Regions from separate parts of the Rattus norvegicus genome. Here region 1 is linked to region 2. The links are chromatin contacts, called in public Hi-C maps. All regions are on one chromosome and are shown on one strand. The core of a region is the stretch at or near the end of the contact, and the rest is flanking DNA. Distances in the headings are between cores, read along the strand shown. Region 1 overlaps LOC134486937 (a long non-coding RNA gene). Region 2 overlaps Ctnnal1 (catenin alpha-like 1).

Region 1 (7,599 bases), core at 2,623-5,122, 520 kb before region 2:
AGAGGGGGTGGGAGCGGGGGAGGAGGCCGAGGAAGATGAAGAGAACCTTCGAGGGGCACACTGAGTGTGTTGCCACTGAGATGTTCCAGTAGAGGTATCAAAAAGGCATCTGGACGGATGGTCCCCAGGGCTCAGTAATGATGGGTTGAGACCGTCTTGGTGAGTCATGAGCATGAGGTTGGTCAGGAGAAGGGATGAAGTCATGGAGGGAGAATCTACAGAGTCAGAAATGAGACAGGCCCAGCACAGCACAGTCGGAATTTCAAAGTAAGGTTCTTGGGGAAAAGATACCTACAAAAGAGACTAGGGATAAGGTTTCTAGAAACTAAGAATGGAGTAGTTTAAGAGAGAGTGCTCGAGAGAATCAAGCACCAAAACAAAGTCAATCCAATCGTTTTGACAACCAGAGACCAATTTCAGAAGCTTGGGGTAATCAAAGACTCTCAGGCTTCCTGCCTGGGAGTTTTGAAGCTCAGTGCCTAGCATGTGTGACTAAGATAGACTTTAAGACATCAAATGAAAGGGGTTGGAGACGTGGCTCAGCACGTTAAGAGCACTTAATGCTCTTCTAGAAGATCCACGTTTGATTCCCAGATCTCGAATCTCACAACCACCTGTAACTCCAGCTGCAGGAAGAACCCACAGGTCACCTCTGACCTTCTGGCCTGTACCGAGGATGTACACACACGTGTGTGCATACACATAGACACACACACACAGATACACGCACACACGTGTGGACATACACACAACGTGGGCATGCACACACACAAACACACACACACACACACACACACACACACACACACAGGGACATGGACACAAATAGAAACTGACATGGACGTATACCAAGAATCTTTCTCCTTGGGGTGGGGGTTTGGCTCAGTGGTAGAGCGCTTGCCTAGCAAGCGCAAGGCCCTGGGTTCGGTCCCCAGCTCCAAAAAAAAGAAAAAGAAAAAAAAAGAATCTTTCTCCTTTTAAAGATAGCAAGTACGGGGGTGGGGGATGCTTTTTAAAAAAGACAGCAAATGTGGAAAACACTTTCAAAGAAACCCAATAACCTGCCCCTACCCTTGCAACTATGCTTCAGGATAGAGGATGGACTGGGTATTCAGGTATCGCTTCCGCCACGGTGTGGATTAGCCCAGATAGAACTGGAGGACACCAGGAAAAACACTGACCAAGTGACAGATGGCTGAGCCCCTCTGGATCGCCATTCAAAGTGCGTGTTTCTTGTCGAGTAGCGTGCAGACCCTGAGGGCACTCTGAGGGTAGCATCTTCTCCAGGTGAGCACACCTGTGTGAGCAGCTGCACCCCCAAAGCCCTCCATCTGCCCCTCTGTTCGCTGATGCTCTGAACCCCAAAAGTTTGGAACTAGGGAGTTTCCTGTATGGGAAGCCTCCCTCCGAACCCTCGAAGCTCCTCCTCACCCCCAAGCCTTCCTCCGCTCACTGAGCTTCTTTGATTCATCTATTCTTCCGTCTGGTCGTCACCGTTTGAACTAACTTGTTTGGGGAGGTCATGTGTCCCATGCTATACAGGGGGTGGGGGGAATACAAGGCAAGTGACAGCAGACTTTGAGCTAAAAAGACAGGCATGGCCAAGGGCAGCTGACATGCTGTGTGGTAACTGTAATGATGGAGGGGAGCTGGGTCAGGGCGGAGAGGGTGTGCGCTTCAACAGTCAGGAGGCAGCACTTAGGAAACTAATTGAAACTGTGTGGGCGAGACCAGCAGGACTTCCAAGTCGATGGGATGGGAGAGCGAGAGAGAGGACTGGCTTTCTCTTGTTACCTTATAGACTCCTGTGGATGGACTTGGTAGCTCACAGCTTATTATTGCAAGGCGTAAAAGCTTGCTTTCTAGAGAACCTAACAAATCAGACCCGCAGTGCTGCAGCTGAACAGTAGAGGGCGATAAAGACTTGTGCTTGACGCTAAAATCCTGCACCCCTCTAGCACTGTCCCCCACCCCCATACCCCCCAATAAAAATGTCATGAAAGCTCTCTGGAGGTAGATAAGGATGCGGATGAAGCCCAAAGAGTGAAGTGAGTATGGTCAGAGTCACACAGCTCCTCAGTAGCAGAGAGAGAGCCTGGACCACCAGACTCATTCAAGTCACCCTGTACTGCTCTCGACTTTCCCAAAATCGCAGTTCCTAAAATCCAGATGCTTCACGCATCTGTTTTTTAAATTTCCTTTTCTCCTTGTCTTTAAGAGATGGTGAAGGGAAAATGAGCCACGGTGTAGAGGCGTACGTACATATGTACGTACAAGTAACATGTGACTGTCCCGGGTCTTCCTTCCCTTCCTGCCTCTGAATGAAGTCGGCGGGTTAAAAATGGGTGTCTCGGTTTCAGTGTATGTCCCGCCTCTTCTTGGTATGATCGTGATGCTTACCTTCAAGTCTTTGAAGCCCTGACTGTAAAGCCTGGTGCTGTTCACCTTTATGCCTCCAAGGCTGTCCCCAGAGTAGAAGAGAACTGATGTAAACTTGTTGCAAACAGTCTCCAGCAAGGAGCAGGTGGCTCCATCTGTATTCCTGTTGACTGTCTCAGCCCTCGAGGTTCTTTGTATCAAGTCCCAGCTGTGCCATAAATGGCATAGGTCCCTTCTCTGTCACAAGCCACGGTCATCTCATTCTTCCAACAGAGGTCATCACACCCATGTTACTCCTTCAGGAACAATCCTAGAAAGAAACGGATGAGTGGGTCAGAGTTCAACGCCCAAGAGTCTAGCAAGCAAGGACGCTGTATAAACTCGCTGTTGTAACACATTCTCAGACCATATTGAAAACCGGCCTGGTGGGCTGGGGAGATGGCTCAGTGGTTAAGAGCACTGGCTGCTCTGCCACGGGTCCTGAGTTCCGATTCCCAGCAACCACATGGTGGCTCACAACCACCTGTAATGGGATCTGATGCCCTCTTCTGATGTGTCAAAGACAGCTACGGTGTCCTCATACACATAAAATGAATAAAATATTTTTAAAAAGAAGAAAGGAACGGGCCCGGTATATGTAGACATTAGCTACTCTAGAGGCGGAGACAGAGGGATCACAAGTTCCAGGCCAGCCTCAACAACTTAGCAAAACCTTACGTTAAAAGGAGGGAGTGGGGATACGGATAAAGAATAATTCAGTAGTAGAGTACATATCTAGCATGCTCAGAACCCGGCTTTGTAAATAAGATTGATGCACATTTCTTTTTCTTTTTCTTTTTTTTTTTTTTTTCTTTTTTTCGGAGCTGGGGACCGAACCACCCAGGGCCTTGCGGTTGCTAGGCAAGCGCTCTACCACTGTAAATAAGATTGAAAAAGACAGCACTAGAAAAAGCACAAGTCAGAGGGCCCCAGGACCGCTGCTCTCTCTGGTGTTTTCTTCTTAACTAGAGGAGGTAAAAATCTCATCCCTTTTTAAGGTTTACAGAATTTGCCAGGTTCACCCTCCCTACATCAGCATAAGTTGCTCATAGGCTCAGGAATCCCAGTGGACCATCTAGGGCACAGAGCAGATAAAGTTCTTATCTCCACCCCAGGGCTCCCAGGCCCATGCTGCCAAGTCTCTCTTCCTCTCCCAGACACTCCTCGACGGGGAGCCAGTAGCGCCTAGCTAAGTAGGCGGGTCGGGCTCCTTGAAAAGAAGCCAAAATGGAGACAACTGGATGATGGTAGGGGGTCCCCAACCAACACAGATGACCTAGAGGAGGGAGCACCTCACAGCTCCAGCATCTCACAGCTTCAGACCCAGTTGTACCCTACTTGCCTACCACAGTACGTGCTTCCCCTTCTCCCCGCATCCAGCCTCCCAGGAAGCTACGCCTAGGTCCCCGCAGATAGGTTCTGTGTCTGTGTTTTCTCTGACCCCAGTTCCTGGCGCACAACCTGGGAAAGAAGACCTCACTCAGTCAATGTTTGCTAAATTGAATTGAACCGAGCTGCACGGAGGCCAGGATTATTGACCTTTCCAGGCAATGTTTTTGTTTTCCTGTCTTTGCAGGATGCACGGGGCACATTGGAAAAGGCAATTGGAGAGTGTGCCGCCGCGGAGAGATTACTGAGAGAGGGCTGAACGGGTTCAAGGAAGTAAAGATGAGAAAGTGTGTGGGCATCTGCAGGCATGGGAAGCAATTACTGCTCCCCAAACTTAAAGGCCCAGAGGAGGCTGGGGAAGAATGCGGCAAGCTGCCAAAAGGCAGCCGGTGGGCGGGGTGAAGTAAAAATCCATCCCACGCTCGGCCTGCTCCACTCTCCTATATCCTGATGTTGTCTCTTGTTGGTTGGACCCAAATAGAAGCCAAAGAAGCCCAGGGTACAAGCCATAAAAGGCAGCTTCTCCGGGCTTAGAGCAAAGGGGTTGAAAATCAAGAACATACGTGGATGGGGGAATGAGGAATACCCGACAAAGTGGCTTTCCCCAAAACACTCTCCACTCTACATTGGCATCAGAACTGCTTCTTTTTTTCTGGTTGGTTGGTTGGTTTTGAGACAGAGTATCTATATAGCCCTGGTTCTCCTTGAATTTGCTCTGTAGATCAGACGAGCATCAAACCCACAATGATCTACCTGCCTCTGCCTCCCGAGTGTTAGAATTAAAGACACGTTCTGCCTCCTTATAACAGTCTGTGGCCCTGTAATGGTTGGTGCTGTCAACTTGATAGAATTTAGAACTCATCTAGGAGATGGGCCTCTGGACATGCCTTTGGGGTTATTATCTTAAATGTATTAGTTAAGTGAGATAGGAAGACCGGTCCACTGTGGGTGGCATCATTCCCTGGCTGGGAACATGGACTGTATAAGTGGAGAAAAGCAGCAGCTCAGCTATTCATACCCCATTCACGATCACGGGTGTGATGTGATGAGCTGCTTCAAGTTCTTGCTGCCTTGACACCTTGGAACTATGAACCAAAAAATAAACCCTTATTTCCTTAGGTTGATTTTTGTCACAGTATTTTATCTCAGCAACAGAAAAAGAACAAAGTCATGCACCCTCTGTTCGTCTCTGACCCCTCTAAGAGCACTCATGTTCCATTTGTCTCTCCATCCTAATCCTTCTAGCCACCATGGATGTGTGGGCAGGCAAGAGGACAGATAAACCAAATCAGTTGTGGCTTTTTGCTTGGGAAGAGATCATCCAGAAGATGCCAGGCAAACTATCTCAATAAACTCACTAGTTTAACAGGGGTTAAGTCAGACTTTAGAACTAGAAGACTATTCCACATGTTCTGTGCCCACGTGCCAATCAAGAACAATGCTAGGGGGGTTGGGGATTTTGCTCAGTGGTAGAGCGCTTGCCTAGCAAGCACAAGGCCCTGGGTTCGGTCCCCAGCTCTGAAAAAGAGAAAAAGGGGAAAAAAAAAAGAACAATGCTAGGCTGGTTAGGGGGCTCCAATGCCACTGGTCTCGGAGGACACCTGCACTCAAGTGTGTCTACCCTTACATAAACCTATACACATAATTAAAAATAATAAAAATTGATCTTTAGAAAAAGAAAAGGCTTGCCTCTCAGGACCTCTGGATGACGTCCAGAGATAATATTTCATCAAATGGTTCTTTCAGGCTATATGGAAAAGAGTCTCGGATTTCCTAGGTGCTGCTGAAACAGCTATATGAGGGTACCTATTCTATGGAATTACCTTCTTGTATCGAAGAAATATGAGGCCCCATACTAATGCAGGCCAGTCCCTCTGGACCAGTACTTCCAATTCAAGGTTGTCATGTAAATCTCTCAGAAGAGAGAATTAACTCTCCTCACCCCCTGTCTCGAGGCTGAATAAGAAGCCACTCCCAAAAGTCCATGTCCTGAAACAACCGTTTGTTTGCAGTTTAGTTGTACTTTGCGTTTTTCTCCTTCCTCTCGAACATAGAGTCGCCTGGGACAGTCTGTGCAGTGGAAGTAGAGTTACACACGATGAACACAGCCCCGAAAGCCCACCCCAAGCCCCGCTGCACCCCATCTTCCAGCATGCCCATGCAAGTCTCAAAGCCAACTCCAAATCAAGCAAGAGGGAAGTCTTTCTGCTTTTCATAGACGAAACTACAAAGTCACATGGCAAAGAACGTGGTTGTAGAGGAGCCCAGGACGTAGACAACTACCCACGTCCCCATTCTCTAGGTGGAGCTGTAGTGGCCTGGTCCTCTTAAGAGCAGATACCGGTGACTTCGTTCACTTCTCTCCTCACATATAAACTCCATGAAACAAGGCCTCTTCATATTGCTAATCAGTACTCGCCGAGTGACTAAAAGAGTAAATGTCCCTCACTGCCTCTTCCTCAAGCTCTTACATCCCAAAGATGATATCTGAAACTAGGTGGCTCCGTGACTGCGGAACGTGACAGTCTGGGCTCTGTCCACTGTGGAGGTGACCACACACCTATCATCAGAAGTGTAACCATCGGAAGAGTGTGCTTCACCATGGTGCCTGCATCTGAAGAGGAGTGAGGTGGGGTGGAAACTGGTAAATGAATTAGGAGGTTTTGTTTTCCAGAGGCCAAGGGTGATACATGTAGATCTAGGAACAGAAAGCAGAGCTTAGAAAGCAGTGGGAAGTGTCGTGTGGGTTGAATGGAGAGACTATACCATTTTCTGTGGCGGAGACGGGACAGTATCACTGTGTAGGGCTTGGGGTCTGGGCAGCTGGGGAAAGCGCCAACAGATAAGGAAGAATTTTTATGGGACAAAACTTATCTGTCAGTTTGAGACTTGTTGCGTTTGGAAGCATCCATGGGACATTTAGGCGGAGGATCTAGTAGACAGCGAAACTTCCAAAGCAATATTCACTGTCAATTCAGCCTTCATATTCATCTCACTCACATACAATACCCATGTAAGCAAGCACTCCTGCACCTGCTAGACGGCCCCACCAACAAAGATCAGGCAAGCACCTCGTGGGTACAAGAAGCACACGAGCCAGCAACAGAAAATCAGAGTGAGCAGCCGCTTCTGCAGGGGAATGCCCCTGGCTTGCACACATCCAGCCAACATAAGTGTGCAAACCCCTGCCCTGAATGTGCACAGTGTGCTCGGGGCTAGAATCATGTAAGACAACATGAAAAGAGCCCCTGCCGACAAGGAGCTGGCAGTGGGAGGGCGGGGAGTTGAAATGTATTTCCCTAAAACCAACCACACCTAGGGCCCCTAGGTAAACACCCAGATGGGGTGGGGTTCTAGATAAGATCAGCCGGTTATATTTGAACAGACGGGTTGACACTAACAGGTCCTAAAGTTTCAAGACCCAAGAGTGTGTAGAATGACAATAAAGGACATTCTGGATATGGTGCCTGGCTTGAGGCAGGACTAAGGAAAGAGGTGAATATATATTATGTTGGTTTATGACAGCAGTTCTCAACCTGTGGGTCATGACCTTTTGGGGTCATAGATCAGATATCTTGCATGTTAGATATTTACATTACGCTTCATAACAGTAGCAAAATTACAGTAATAATTTTATGACTGGAGGTCACCACAGCATGAGGGACTGTATCAAACGGTTGCAGCATCAGGAAGGCTGAGAACTAGAGATGCATGGAAGGGGCTGGTCCATAGGAACACAAAAGGGGTGAAGACGGGGGTGAGGAAAGGAAATACCAAGTAGCACTCAAAGAA
Region 2 (7,385 bases), core at 167-2,666:
ACACCTGCAACACTTGGGAGCCTGAGGCAGGAGGATTATGAATTTGATGTCAACCTGTAAGACAGATTCCCAAAACAACCTGTAAGACAGATATCCAAAACCAGACAAAATCAACAACCACAAAACAAAAAGGAGGTGCTCCTGCTGTGAGGGAGAGTTCCTGCTGTGAGGGAGTGCTCCTGCTGTGAGTGAGTGCTCCTGCTGTGAGTGAGGTGCTCCTGCTGTGAGGGAGTGCTCCTGCTGTGAGGGAGTGCTCCTGCTGTGAGTGAGGTGTTCCTGCTGTGAGGGAGTGCTCCTGCTGTGAGGGAGTGCTCCTGCTGTGAGGGAGTGCTCCTGCTGTGAGGGAGTGCTCCTGCTGTGAGTGAGGTGTTCCTGCTGTGAGGGAGAGTTCCTGCTGTAGTGAGGTGCTCCTGTTGTGAGGGAGTGCTCCTGTGTTTGAGGTGTTCTTGCTGTGAGGGAGTGCTCCTGCTGTGAGGGAGTACTCCTGCTGTGAGTGAGGTGTTCCTGCTGTGAGGGAGAGTTCCTGCTGTAGTGAGGTGCTCCTGCTGTGAGGGAGTGCTCCTGCTGTGAGTGAGGTGTTCCTGCTGTGAGTGAGGTGCTCCTGCTGTAGTGAGGTGCTCCTGCTGTGAGGGAGTGCTCCTGCTGTGAGGGAGTGCTGCTGCTGTGAGGGAGGTGTTCCTGCTGTGAGTGAGGTGCTCCTGCTGTGAGGGAGAGTTCCTGCTGTGAGTGAGGTGCTCCTGCTGTGAGGGAGTACTCCTGCTGTGAGTGAGGTGCTCCTGCTGTGAGGGAGAGTTCCTGCTGTGAGTGAGGTGCTCCTACTGTGAGTGAGGTGCTCCTGCTGTGAGGGAGTGCTCCTGCTGTGAGGGAGTGCTCCTGCTGTGAGGGAGTGCTCCTGCTGTGAGTGAGGTGCTCCTGCTGTGAGGGAGTACTCCTGCTGTGAGTGAGGTGTTCCTGCTGTGAGGGAGTGCTCCTGCTGTGAGGGAGTGCTCCTGCAGTGAGGGAGTGCTCCTGCAGTGAGGGAGTGCTCCTGCACTGAGGGAGTGCTCCTGCAGTGGCTCACTGCTGAAGCACTTGCCTCCTTTCATAGGTGCAGGCTCCATTTCCAGTACAATGGGTTGAAGGGAAGATTTTATTGAACTTAGTGGACACTAACATATTTTATATATATATTAAATTTAATATATATAATATAATAACATATTTAATAACAATCTCAAAATATAAACCACTTCCTTAGTTGAATGTAGCACAGTTAACTATATTTTTAGAGAACTGTATCTCATTTTTCAGAGAGCAAACTTAGAGTCTTGTGCTAATTATTTTTGGAAAGCTTTAGCTTTATGTAACAGAACTGTATTTCCCAATAGTGTCCGCTAGGTGGCAAGGTTGACCACAGTTTCCTTTTGTCTGTTTTTGTTTTTACATTTTTTCATTTTTCCTGGCGGGGGTGGTGTGGTGTGAGCCTGTGCCGTGGTAGGTGGTAGGTGTGTGCAGGCCAGAAGACATCTGAAGGGGTTGGTTCTCTCCTTCCACTGTGTGGGTCCTGAGGACCAGACGTAGGCTGTCAGGCCAGGTAGCCAGGGCCTCTACTCACTGAGCTTTGTCACTGCCCTGTGGCCACACTTTAAAGATGGCTTGTTTGTCTTCTACAGTTCTTAACATTCATTAAGTACTTTTGCAATCCAATTTGTAAAAATAAAAATCATGTAACACAAGTAGTTTATATGAGAAAGATAGGGAATGAAGTCTAAGTAAAATGTAGAAGCATTGAGAAGGTACTGAGTTTGACTCACATTGCTTTGTGGCCTACTGGAAGGAACTAAAGACCATGTGACTCCCAAGCTAGACAGGCACATGAATATTTATTTGGCTGTAATTCACATCTTGTATATACATATGTAAATGTATGTCATGTGTGTGTGTGTGTGTGTGTGTGTGTGTTTAATTTGAATAAGTGTTTCTACTGGACAATTGCTTTCTCCAGCTGTTGGTCAGTCTCTATTGAACTCCTGATATGTCTGAGAGTATGAGAAATTCTCACTGTGGGCTGTCATCTCCAAAGAACTTTCGAATATATATTTCAAAGAAGCAGTGTTATAGTTGGTGGTTGCTCTGTGTTGCTGGAATTAGCAGGAATCTCAGAACTAGCCTGGTGACCTATGATAGGCTTCTTCCCTTCTAGAGGAAATGCACTGAGCTCCTAATACTTATGCCAAAACATGTTCTTCCTAAAATTGGAGACCATTGAGCACTGGCTTATGGTAAATCCTAAATTCAAAATGTAGGGTCTTTACAATATGGGCTTCAGGATTAGCCACTGCAGCAGCAGTAAAACTGTATTAAAATTGAGAGTGTTGAAGGCATCAGATTATAGCATCATAACTAGTAGGAACATCCTTACAAATGACATTTCATCAGAATCATTCAAATGTTACAATAATATTATTGTAACAGAGAAGTCAGGGAGCTCTGGGCACAGTATCAGTAGATTCTGAGAATATTTTAGGTGCTGTCTTAAGGTCCCTAAAGACCTTGTGAAAAGAAGCAGGCAGCTAGTAACACAGAAAGCAGATTGGACATTACCCTCTGTCTTTGTCCCGTTAGCCCTGAATTCCAAACTGATGACTTGCTCTGAGCAGAAGTCACCCAGTAGAATAACCTGCTTAATTTTACCACCTGCTAGGTATTGTAAAGTTGCAGTTCCTTACAAGTTCATATGTTTTCTATTATAACTTTCCTCACAATTGAATACTAAGACTTTCTAACCTTTTTATTGTCACAGAAAAATAATGCAAACCTGAAATCAGTGAAGTCTGACAAACCTGATTCAGAGGTAAGCTCTTTGGTTGTGTAACAGTCTCGTACCCATAACGAGACAGAGTTGTGAAATCTTCCTTCCAAGGACAGACCTGTGATTAGTGTGTTTGTAGGAGCAAGCCAAGATAGCCAAGCTTGGGCTGAAGCTGGGATTGCTTTCCTCCGATGCTGACTGTGAAATCGAGAAATGGGAAGATGACGACAACGAGATCGTTCGACATGGACGGAATATGTCCAGGATGGCCTATTCTCTGTATTTATTTACTAGGTATGCAGTGTCATTTTAATTTGTTTACGTGTTTGCTTATTTGGCCATTTTTGAGACAGGGTCTCAGACGACAGCCCAGGCTGGCCTAGAACTTGCAGGAACCTTCTTGTCTCGTGCTCCTGAGTCCTGGGACTATAGGTATGCACCATAAATAAATAAATCTTCACAAAGTTAAGCAAAGATTGAGACATGTGAAGAATAACCCCATGGAGTAGCAGAGGCTAGCTGAAGTCCTGCCGGCTGGGATATGTGGTTTGGGGTTAGAAGTACTAAGGTTCAGGAATACAGTCCTGTACCACATGAATGTGTGCTGTATTGTTCACTGAGGCATGTCTCCACAATGCCAACAGCTCCTTGTGGTCAAAGCACAAGTTGTTATTCTGCCACAGTGTCTGCATGTTTCCTCAACATTCTCCCCTACGTCCTTTGGCATGCCAACGTCATCTAGGTACTCCCAGCAAGGTCACTGGGTAGCCTTCAGTCTGGAGATCTGTCCTGTCCCTAGGCATGTTGATAGCCCTTCCTCAGGCAATTGCTTGAGATCATTGTAATGACGTATATAAATGTATTAATAATTATTTCTATATAACAATTCCTATTTCTTAATAAAATATTAAAGACAGTCTAGTGCTTTTCAAGTTTTCCTTGTAACTTTCGATATAATTCTGTCTCATGGTTCCAGTTGCTCCTCCCAGCATTTAACAGACAACAGAAAGAGTTTGTTTGCACCTCACAGCTGTTAGGGGAGGCAGGAGTTGTTGCTGCAGGAGTGTGTGTGCATCTCCTGATTTGTGCCCAGGCCAAAGCTCCTCTCCAGCATCTGCTGGCTGCTCTGTTGGAATTTACCTTTCATTTTTCAGAGTTCCTAGTTCTTGGTAGCTTTAAACTCCTGACTAAGACTGTCAGTACAGTAGTATTGCGATTATTTTCTACAGTTAGAACTGGAAGCCCCACTGAAGCTGAAGCTGAGCTCCCGCCAGGGTCCGGTGCTCTTTTCATTGCATAGGAAATGCATTTGGTTGACACATAGTATCTGATCTCATATATTTATGCCTGAAGCAAAATAAAGGCAGCCAGAAAAAGACAAATAGCAGTAATCACCTGACCAGTTTCAGTTCTCTTTGCATTGTGAAATTAACATATAAGACATATAATTAGGAAGTAATTATGAAAGCCGTTTTAAGGAAAATGTCACAATATTATCGGTATGATCATATTCTTTATAAATTGAGTTCTGCTAATATACAGAATACTCTAAAACATTAATGTTCTATAAGCCAACTTCCAGGCTCATATTTATATTTATTCTAATAACATTCTTTTTTAGAGGAGAGGGGCCACTGAAAACTTCCCAGGACTTAATTCACTTCCTGGAGGTAAGTTTTATTTTCACAAGTACTCGGAGAGATAGGATCCTGAAGGATAAGAAGAGAAAGGTGCCTGGGGGTGGTTGAAAAGACTGTAAGGTTGTTAGAGTAGGTGCATTACTGAGGTGACAGGTGGAAGGGTGAGTGGAGTCAGAGTCTACAGAGGCAGGACAGGTGTGATTTATGCACCTTGCAGAGTCAGGAGCAGTGCAGATGAGGGCTGAGACACCGTGGAGTGGACGGCACTGCATTTCTGCAGAAGCCCAGTGTTCTGTGTTTCCCAGTGTGATGGTGCTGAGCCCCCTCAGCCTTGGGAAGCAGTGGGGTGATATGATGTTCTAAATGCTTTGACTCAACTAACACTACAAATGCTAATGCCACTGGCCGAGGTGCAGTACACCAAGGGAGGACATTAGGCTTGTAGAGTGGAAATCAAGCATTGTGCTTTGCCCATGTTGAATGCAAAGGCCAGTGTCAGGAATGGACAGAGATTGGGGAGCTATCTTCAAACAGAAACAGCAGGGAAGCTGTGAGAACTAAGAGAATGTGGAATGATGAAGGATGAGGGGAAGAGAATCATGCAGTGCCCACCGAAGCTAGCTTCTCTTTCAGGGCTAGGAAAGATGCGGAGGGCTATTTCAAACTGAGATCATGCTAACCACCAATGGCACAGTATTAACCCAGTCAAAGTTCATCCTCCCCCCATATTCTTGATCTAGCTTATAGCTTACTACCAGGACTAGCTTTCTTCCTAAATCATTGTTAGATTTGCCTTATTATTGCTGCCAAGTACATTTGTCTTTTATCTCTTACTGTTGTGATAGCATTAAGAAAGTATTTAGTATTATGGTTAGTGAGTGTGTGTGTGTGTGTGTGTGTGTGTGTGTGTGTGTGTGTGTGTGTATGTGTGTGTGTGACCTCAGAGGCCAGAAGAGGGTGTCAGATTCCCTGGAGCTGAAATTACAGGTGGCTGGGGCTGCGTGGTTCTGTGAGCTGCATTTGGGTCCTCTGAAGGAGCAGCAAATACTCTTACTATCCCAGCCAAGCCTTGTTTGTCTGCAGCCCTTGCTGTGGCGTTTTAAGGGGTCTTCTGTGTTCTGCACGTTAATGTGTCCTGACCACCCCTTGCGCTTGTTTGGCTATGGTTTTCACTCATTATAAAATGCAAGGTGAACATACAAAATCTGAAATTACAATAAAATGTAACAGTTGGATTGGTCATCTTATATAGCTGGTGTGGAATATGTCTGGAGGCTAATTCAATCATAGTTAGGTGGAAACAACAGATTTCCAACCTGACCTCATTCCCCAGGATTCATGACTCATTCATACTTGAAGATTTTAAATAGTAATGTCTTACTTATTTGAAAGTTTTATACATATATATAAAGCATTTTGATCTCCCTCTCTCTTTCCTGACCCTCTCCCTCTGGAACTTGTTTTTTCTTCTTCTCAAGTCATGGCTGTCCTATTCTCACGTCTCCTTTATTTTTTTTAATAACCCACTGTTTAACTGGGGTTGCTTACATGTGTACAAGTTGTGAGATTATTTACTGAATCAAGTTACCAGTGGTTACATGCTGAAGAAAAATGGCTCCTCTGTAACTGGAGATCTTATGACGTGATCTGGGGATGCCAGCAGAAGGGAATAGGTAGTTTATGAGGCTGGGGACCCCAGGTCTGTGTGGCTCTACAGAGTAACTGGAGGGCCTTAGGTATAGAGGAGCCTCCCTGGGGATATTGTCTTAGGTCGGAGAAAATTTCTGATTCTAGCTAAACCCTTGTGTTTCCTGAAATGGATACAATGGGGGAACTTCTGGAGCTCTGAGGCTCATTCTTAGTGTCTGGGTTAGCTTTCAACTGTATGAAAGAACTGAGAATATTTGTTTACCAACCACCCAGAAGACACTGACCTAAAATAGTGATGTTTCCCTCTCTACCAGGTTTTTGCTACAGAGGGATTAAAGCTTACTTCAAGCATACAGTCTTTTTCAAAACAGGTAATGCACGTCTCCCTGCCCAGTGCTAATCATTTTATATGCCCACATTGGAAGCATTTTACTAATACATAAAGGTGTATAGGACATAGGCTGGGAGCAAATTGAGAGAACATTCTGTTACATTATCCTGGTTTTTTAAATTCTGTTATAGTGTGTTATTTTTGTGTGATTATAAATATTCCTTGGGGGTGGAATGGATCTGCCCAGTGGAAGAGCTTGTCTAGAATACACAAAGACAAAATGTCACAATATTCATGGTCTGTGGAAATGAAGCCGTTTTATGAAACTGAATTATTTACTATTTAAAAAAAAATCAAGCACTGAGGGGGGAAAAGATAAAGGAGACTAAAACAGGCAGGTCTGTCTGTTTTTGAGGCCAACCTGGTCTACATATCAAGTATCAGGTCAGCCAGGGTTATGTGTGAGATCTTTAAAAAAAAAAAAGGTATAAAAAGATGGAGTTTGTTGAGGTTGTAATAACTTCCTAAATTCCATTTCAGCTAAAAGATGATGACAAACTTATGCTTCTCCTGGAAATAAACAAACTAATTCCTCTATGCCACCAGCTTCAGACAATAACCAAGACATCTTTGCAGAGTAAAGTGTTTCTGAAGGTAAAGGAGAGGGTGGGTTATCTGGGGAAACACTTGGGACTGTCCCATGTCTCTGTCACCTTGGCTCCAGTCCTTTGTGCTAAAGTGCACAGAGTCTGTTCCTTCTTCCTGCTTGTCTGGAAGCAGCTGCTCTGTGACTGACCCCAGAGAGCAGCAGGTCACCCACAATTAGATTTGAGGCTACACATGAGTCCCCAGCACTGAGCAGCTCCTTCTGAGTCCTTCACCTGGAGTCTTCCCCTCTGTCATAAAGGCCTTGGAGTCGAGCCTCTTGATACAGCTGAGGAATTTGGGCAGAGTGTAAACGACTGCAGAGTAG

What was found. A called contact is a pair of places that touch in the nucleus more often than the background predicts.
Region 1: a contact with region 2 is called in a Hi-C map of frontal cortex, with 1.9 times the contacts expected there. The contact joins two enhancer-like sites. A contact is called at or near these places in 2 of 12 Hi-C or Micro-C datasets (Schwann cells and frontal cortex).

The regions. Positions count from the first base shown.
Region 1 is chr5:76,835,979-76,843,577 of GRCr8, reverse strand. LOC134486937 (a long non-coding RNA gene) reads right to left here. Exons shown (of 2, transcript XR_010066520.1): 2 at 2,208-2,689. Among named protein-coding and RNA genes, the nearest start is that of Ptpn3, 19 kb to the right of the region's middle. Within about 2 kb of position 3,872, at least 12 of the 93 cell types and tissues checked have an H3K27ac peak or open chromatin away from gene starts, as enhancers often do.
Region 2 is chr5:76,311,417-76,318,801 of GRCr8, reverse strand. Ctnnal1 (catenin alpha-like 1) reads left to right here. Exons shown (of 19, transcript NM_001106649.1): 13 at 2,783-2,833; 14 at 2,931-3,085; 15 at 4,413-4,461; 16 at 6,396-6,452; 17 at 6,953-7,066. Among named protein-coding and RNA genes, the nearest start is that of Abitram, 14 kb to the right of the region's middle. Within about 2 kb of position 1,416, at least 5 of the 93 cell types and tissues checked have an H3K27ac peak or open chromatin away from gene starts, as enhancers often do.